2 separate regions of the Mus musculus genome follow, and region 1 is linked to region 2. A link is a contact called in public promoter capture Hi-C data. All regions are on one chromosome and are shown on one strand. Each heading gives the region's core, a stretch centred on a gene start, on an enhancer-like site or on the middle of the called end of the contact. The rest is flanking DNA. Distances are from core to core; before and after follow the strand shown.

Region 1 (4,274 bases), core at 1,068-3,567, 720 kb after region 2:
ATGTTCAGATTATGGATGATCACTTTATATTGCTGTGACCATTATTACATTGTAAAGAGAAGACAGAGTTGCAAAAGTTTTATTTAATGAGTAAATTTTAACAAAAGGAATGCATGTTAACTATTATGTTTAGAAACATATGTACATACAGAAAGATCAAGGCAGAGTAGCAAAAGATAACCAAATTCAAATGATCTGCAATGATTGATGATATAATGAGATATTCTGCCTTTTATTTTTATTTTATTTATTATTATTGCTTTCCTGGAAGAAGAACAAAGGGTATCTTGAGCATTCTAGCCAAACGAACTACATATAAGTGCTTTTCTAGACTGTAAATTCCTGGAGAGTTTGTTTTCTGCATTTAGGATTGAATCCAAGGCCCACTATATGCTAGAAAAACTACCACTGTGCTACACCCTCAGTGTGCTCTACCTATCAATCTCCACTGCCTCCTCATCTGTTTCCCCCCTCCCTCTCTTTCTCTGGGGGGGGGTGTTGAATTAACCCTTGATTTTTTTGGATACACAGTCTGCTACATAGGCTAGGCTGGAACTCACTAGGTAACCAAGGCTACCCTCGAATTCTGGACCTCCTGAAAATTGGGATAATAAGCATGTGTGACTACACTTATTAAAGAAGTTTGAATTTTTGGTCCTATGCTGCTTTTGTATGAAGAAAAAAGAAGATGAAATAGTAGACTTGTTAAAGAAGAGCAGAAAAGAAAAAAATGTAAAATATTCAGAGATGTTATGAATTTTGAGGCTAAAAGTAAATGGACAACCCTCTGAATTTCTCAAGGTTTCCTTCTAGATCATAAAAATGAAAAACATTCTGGAAAAGAATATGAAGGACATATGGCTTATATAGTCTTCTTGGTCATCAAGTTTTTATTCACATGTAGTCCAGGACATATTTGTTGTAGGCTTGGCTTGGCTTTCCTGAACAGTCACATCCTTTTTAGTTTTGTTTTAGCAAGACACCTTTGGTTGACAGGAAAATAATTTAAGTTACAACAGAGCAATATTAGCCTTGTGTTTTCTAATAAGGACTTGAAGGACCCATCAGAGGACTGTCTGACCAACACTAGGAAGTTTGTGCACCCGTGGAAGTGGCTTACTGTTTCTTTAATAATGAGATACAAGTGAATATGTTTCATTCCTCTTATGTTATGGCTTACAGAAAGCTCAGAAAATTAACTGTATTTTAACATAAAATATAAAATCCTATGACACACTCACACTCTTGTGCTGGTCTTGTTCTATATCCTTAAAGTTTGTGTTTATATGTATCGGCCTTATAGAATAAATAATAATGCAATAATTCATATACTCACATATAAAGTTTATTATATATGTATCAAAGCATTGTTCTAAACATATATTAATTCAATTGACCTTCACAATCACCATACAAGGTAGATATTATCGTTATTATCTTAACCATTCCCATTTTACAGTTAAGAAAATTAAGGCACAGAGAGCTTTGGTAAGCTCATAATGCTGTTAAGAGCAATTTAGCTGCAGATTCTATAGTCTTAACCACTAGACCATATTGCTTCTATCCTAATATGGGCAGAGGATAACTGGGAGAAGCAAATAAGAACTTACCTGGGACTCAGTCATGACTGACTGTTGTGGAGAGAAGCCAAAGGCCTAAAAAGGCAGAACTGTTGAGAGGGAGAAGAAAAAAAGAGTTTCAGATGGCAAGGATACGCAGACTGAAAGTTCACCAAATCACCATGCCAGAAATTCACAAATGCCAGCAGGTAAAATGGCCACGGTATATAGCTAAGAAAAATGCGAAAGGGAATTTGTTTTCCCTCGCAGATCCTCATTATCCAACAACACAGCTCTATCAGGGTCCTCATAGGCAACTGCAATACTCCACAGAGCTCAACATCACTTACACTACTGACCCTATCACTCTACTGCACGCTCATTACAAACCCCAAATATTCCCATCATTCACTTCACTACCCGCCTCCATCAAAGCCTCTACAGATCACTCATTTAAGGGATCTCCATCACTCAGCCTGCAGCCTCCCGCCCACATTTTCAATTCTCATTTTTGAGCCCCTCCCCAAGTACTCACCGAGTAAATTCGTGTTTGCAGTGTGTTTGCACTTGTCTGTCTCACTCCGCCTGCAGAGTGCCAGCCTGCTCACTTCCGCTCTGAATGAACTCTGCACTCCTTCACTCTCTTCTCCGATCTTAAAATCTGAATTCTTATGCCGGCAAAGTCTCTTTTATATTTCCCGTATCAGTCATAACTTCCTGAGATAACCACTTTTTAGTCCTTTTCCCCGCCTTAGTTACTGCGAGCACTAAACTTGCGCATGCGCAGTAGCCCTTCCTGAAGCTGTCAGCGCTAGCGGACCTAAAATATTTTGATTACCACAAGGATTGAATTTGCAGGCAGGAAAAATGGATGCGCCAATAAGCCGTGTTTTTAAGGGAGCAGACATCTTTATAACTTTTGCCGTTTCGTACAGCGGAGAAAAAAATCTGCCTCAATGTTTAAAGGAGATGAGATTTTTTTGAGGAATTTGAACACTTGGACAGAGGCACACTAAGACGGGCGACCTTTAGAGCTAAGGGCTACAACCCCAGCTCCGTATCCCCACCCCGACCCCTGGGCAGGGAGATACCAAGAGGAGACGGGATTGGGTGAGGGAAGATCTGGAACGCTGCTACCCTTCCTGGGAACTATATGGGGTAAAAGAGAATCAGAGCAGAGAACAATGCGTTCCTCTAAAGAGCAGCACCATTATGGACACGGGGAGAAATCATGGAGTTGGTAGTTCTTTCAAGGAAATACCACTAGAGAGGTAGGCATATTTTATTTAGGCTAGCTGTGAAGAAGACTCAGATTGGTATGATCCTCTGTATGGGAAATACCAGGATGCTGACGTATGCAAATCTAAGGGCAGTAAGAGTCTGTGCTCAGAGAAAGGGATACTGAAGAAAGTGACGCTGGTAAACTCAGGTGCAAGGAAAATTGGAGACAAAAACGCAGGCAACGTTGTTGTGGCTTAGAGATGAGGAGGAGAGTCCACAAAGTCCTGACTGTGACACCTCACCCCCAACCCCGCATACCCACATTCCTGGAAACATGTGGCAGAGAGATTTGGGAAAGTGCCTATGCCAGGCTCTGGGTCCTATGGAACCCATCTCAGGGTCTTCTACAGTCATGGAGGAACCAACAGGAGACTGATCCAGCTTTAGACTGCAGACACTGCATTATCATTTTACCACGTGAAAGCCGACGTAACATGTAAGGGTCAACTAAGTGATTCTTTTTCATGGCTATTGCAATAGAGACATTTTTTATTAATGAAAAATATACTAAAGACAAGGAAGAAGGGTTAGGGTTAGGGTTTTTATAAAGACACATCAATAGAGCAGTCATCCTTGAGCCATGAGCATGGATGACTTGGGTCTTATTTCAGAATATGGAAAAGGCACGGGGAGTGCTATGGATTTGTGTATCCTCCCCAAACCAATGCACTATTATTTGGAATGTAGTCTTTGGAAAGTAATTAGAATTAGATAATGTTGTTAGGGTGAACCCTGCTCCAATGGAATTGGTGGACTAATAAAAGACACATAAGAGTTTACTTATTTTTTGTTCACACATAAATCAAGTCACATGACAATGCAGTAATACACAGCTATTTGTAAACAAGAAAGACAACTTTTACCCCAAACCAAATCAGCTGACGTTGCCTTTCCCAGCTCCCTGAACTATGAGAAAGCAACTTCCTAGTGTTTATGCTGGCATGTTGTTGTGGCAGCCAGAGCCAGAAAAGACAGGGACCTGGAGAGTTAGCCTTTTACTGGACCACAAAAGGAAACAGATAGGGAGCTTCATCCCTGCTTTCCAGGAGCACAAGACTCAAGCTGAGTGACATTTTCAACAGCATTTCAGCTTGCTATGCTCTCATGATTCTCACTTCTTCCCACTCTGCCAATCACACTAATTCATACCCATTTCAGTTGCACTGTTACTAACTGTTCATTCATGGCCCGTGTTCACATTTACTACCTCATATGAAAACTGTGCAAGGGGAGAGGATCTGGGTCCATAATTCAGTGGCAGCTCACATTTGTACCATGTAAAGAGTTTTGCTTTGGAGTCCCCACACAAAACCCAAAGAAACATTTAAAGACAAGTAAGCCTTTATTTCCATGTTTCTCACATAAGGTCAAATGAGTTGCTTATTTTTTGATGATTAGAGACCAAGTGTTGTATCCTTATCTGACTCCTCCAGC
Region 2 (3,964 bases), core at 284-2,783:
TTTTAAAAGGGTGTGCTCAAAGCAATGAGTTTTAGAAATTCTTTCTCTAAAATTAGTTTTATTGAGTTGTGTCTTTATGAAGAACATGATCCATGAGGGACAGAGGATCTGAATTTTTCTAGTTCTTGCTCAATTCCATTCATTGTGACCACAGATTCATCCCTGGATTTCAGCTTCTTATTCTGCACTCTGCAGTGATCAAACTTTTGCTATTCTATGAATATAAATTAGCAGCAGGGCTCTAATACAAAACTATCCTCACATAGAACTTTGATCTGACTGAAGAAAAAGGCAGTAATGCACAGCTTTTATTGTCCAAGACCTGGAGCTTAACTTTCAGGTCATTTATAATTCTTAAGCACTGTACCCTTCTTCCTGGTTGTACAAAAAGGGCAGGAAGTGAAAGGAGGAACAATCTTAATGCCCAAATTGAGTCAGAGGCTCTTTTAGAATCTACATTAAATGTGATAGGTATGGTCAAGTAAAAAGATAAACAAATTTGAAAGTGCTAGTCTGCATTTGATGTCTTATCATGATGTTTTAATACTGTATCTCAGAGAAATCAACTTATTATGAAAGCAATACATGGGCATTGTACTCAAAGTCCACCCAAATACAACAAATGTTAATGATTGTGTATATTTTTATGTTTTCACGCGAACTTTGTACCATTTGCTTTGAACAGATCAGGTTGTTTATATGATAGGGTTTATATCCTCTATTAGACTTTGCACTGCTTGAGTTCCTAAAGCTCCTTTGTGGTGAGTCAACATGCCTCTCTTACCCTCTATAGTTGGACTACTGTCTTTTGGAAGAGATTGGAAAAAGGTTATATGTGCTTCTGTCATTGGATGCATAAGCTGAGAGATTCAAAGGTACATGCCTTTTTGTAATATCCTTTTGCTCCCAGATTCACTGTTCTAGTAAGGAGACAATACTAGGTTTTTATCCTAAATACTTGTCCAATTTTGGAGAGATAAGTGGAAGCTTTTAGACATCCCTCAAAGGATTGGAGAGATGGCTCAGTGTTTAAGATCATTTGCTCCTCTTGCAGAGGATCCAGGTTCGCTCCCTAGCACTTGCTTGATGGCTTACAACTATTAGTAACCAGGAGATTTGAGCCCTCTCCTGACCTCTACAGACACCAGACATGAACAGTTCGACCAGAAGCTTGTGGGTTCCCTAGAAAGGTACTGAAAGGGAGGAGTGAAGGACACAAATTTGTTTTACAAAATCAGCAAGATTTTTTTCCCTAGCAATTTTTGTCATAAAACAAGTCCACTACTCTGTATGGCATCCCCTCCAGAGCTTAAATTTTGGAAACTTTCGAAATTTGAGCACCGGGTCAGGAAAAGGTACTCAGCCCAATCAAACAGCAGCCAGCTAGCCCAGCCTAGTTCACTAGAGGGGAGAAGCTGGGGGTGGAGTAGGACCGACCTGGGGACGGGGCCCTCGGTGAGAGCACCTGAGCTGGCCAGCCCCCCGCTGACGTAGGATTGGTGAATGAATACTTTGGCCTGAGCTCATAGGAGCAGAGCAGCTTGCGAGGCATTGATTGGCTCAGAGGCTGCTGCCCGCTTATTGGTTGCCATAGGTCGTCACGGAGACCTAGGGGGTTGGGCGGAGAAGGGTGTTGGGCCTGGCGGGAGTGCTGAGGGTTCCTGGCGGCGGGGCTGCTCCCCTGGGCGGTGTCCGGGGAGCTGTTGGCCGAGTCACCCTGGCTTCCCGCCACCCTCTGAAAGGTGTCTGAGCGAGTGGGGTCCACTACCAAGACCCTTAGGCCGCACCATGGGCTGCTGCTTCACTAAGAGGAGGAAGAGTGAAAAGGCTGAGGGAGAGGAGGAGCAGCCCAAGCTGTACAGCTGGGACCAGCGGGAGAAGGTGATGTTTTGGGGATCCCTTGCTTTGGGCCCTCCTCGGCTGCCCTTTGCAGCAGATGAAAGCGGGCAGTTTGGCGGGTGGCCCACAACTGGCTTTCACTGGCGCGCACAGGCAGCTGAAGTCGCACGACTTTGGGGGCGGGATGTGAAGGGCCCAAAGGAGGCATAGAGTTAGTGGTCAGCCTAACTAGACTCCCAGGGCCTCTCTGTAGGCTCTGCACCCCGACTCCGGATTCTAGAAAGGACTCCAGGGAGGGAAAGAGCCAGGAAGGTGCTGAATCTCCAATCAGCTCATTTCACCAGCGTTGGCCAAAGGGGTTTGGTCCAGTGGTCGAATTACACACGCAAGACTGGTTCTCATCTTTTCTGCGGTTTGTATTCCCAAGCTGTTACTCTTTTGTCTGCTCTCCTCTGAAAATCGCTTTTGGTGCCTCTTGGTGTTACTCAGTTATTAAATGGACTGTTTCATGTCTACCTTTATTCTCGTCTTCCATTTATCAGAAAAGAATAATGAAAATTGAGGCAGTCTTGGAGTGTATTGTGTAAGGTGAAAGTACCCAACACAAACCAGGAAGTAGTTTATTATTGCAGCTTTATATGAACGAAAATGCCATATATATATATATGTACACACACACATACACACACACATATATACATATGTGTGTGTGTATATATATATATATATATATATATATATATATATATATATATATATATATATATATATATATATATATATATATATATATATCTCAAAAGGTTTGAAAAAGTCTCCTAATCTTGCACAAAACACACTTACTTAGGCATACATTTCACAATGGTTCCTCTTTCTACAAAGTTCTTCTTTTCTTCTTAGTGTAGTTGCTTTGTAAAACACTTAATAGACATCAATTATTATAGTTTCTCAAACAAAATAAGAACGCTTGTTCTTTTAAATGGGTGTCATGAACAGTTAACTATTGCTTAATGCAACAACTTTGACCAGAAGTACTAAAGTCTTGTTTTGTTATAACCAGTCATCCTGCATCCTTGTTTGGTATGACAAATCATCCTGCATCATTTCAAATCCCCAGCAGAATTTAGGCATTCATATAAATGACATTTTCAAAATGTTGGCTTTTAACAAATGGAAGCTGAATTCTCAGGCTCAGCTTTTTGCCTTTGACTCTGAAACCTTTCTTAGGCCATGTGGCCTTTTGTTCCTCTTATATAGCAGTATTTTGTCATGTAGGAAAGTGTTGTATTTTCTGTCTTATATGAAGATTGTACCCATCAAAATCATTTGGTAGGAGGATTTTGAAGTATTCATTTTCAACAGCCTTGGGATTTCTAATAATGCTGTTTAAATTTTTTCTCCCCAGCGCTGGGTATTGAGCCATGCTAGGCAAGCATTCTACCACTGAGTGGCATCCCTAGCTAAACAATGCTCTTTAAACTTGAACTTCCTGCTGCAGAGAGAGTTTTTGTTTGTCTTATTTTGTTTAGAAGTGTCAGGCTAAAAGTAAAAGTGTGCTTTTCTTTTCAGTAGTCTTGGTTGGCTGTGGTTCACTGTTCCATAATAATTGTCTTTCTGCTAACTTCTACTTACAAAGTTCTGATTAATTGGGGTCTTCTGGTCTTGCTATTATGTTATTTTTGCAACAGGATCTTTTTTGTTATATTTTGAGACAAGGTCTCATGTAACTCTGCATAGCCCTGAGTATCTATCTGATTCCCCTGCCTCCATCTCTTGATTGCTTGAATTGTAAGCATGCATCACCAACTTATGCTAGAGACAATGTTTTGATATGTACTTCTGGCTAGCCTGTTAAACGGTATGTAGCTTAGGCTGGCCTTGGATTTCAGGCAATCTACCTGCCTGAGCATACTGAGTACTGAGATTATGGGCTGGGCTACCACACCCTGATAGTTGGGATCTTTCATATGAATGTGTTTTGTGATCTCTTTTTCTTGTGCTCTTTATCTAAGTTAAAGTACTGAAAAATAGCTTAGTGGATACTAATATCTAAGTGTCGCCTCTCCCACCATGTGTGCTGCATTAAACTTTCTGGTGTAAATAGGAACATTAAATTTTTTTCATT

The links. Capture Hi-C pulls out chosen DNA fragments and counts their contacts.
Region 1: a contact with region 2 is called in a promoter capture Hi-C map of liver, with 2.2 times the contacts expected there. The contact joins the promoter of Zfp300 here to the promoter of Rp2 in region 2.

The regions. Positions count from the first base shown.
Region 1 is chrX:21,086,912-21,091,185 of GRCm38.p6, forward strand. It overlaps Zfp300 (zinc finger protein 300), which reads right to left and starts at 2,318. Exons shown (of 5, transcript NM_001358840.1): 1 at 2,095-2,318; 2 at 1,611-1,669. The coding sequence starts at 1,625.
Region 2 is chrX:20,362,948-20,366,911 of GRCm38.p6, forward strand. It overlaps Rp2 (retinitis pigmentosa 2 homolog), which reads left to right and starts at 1,534. Exons shown (of 5, transcript NM_133669.5): 1 at 1,534-1,881. The coding sequence starts at 1,789.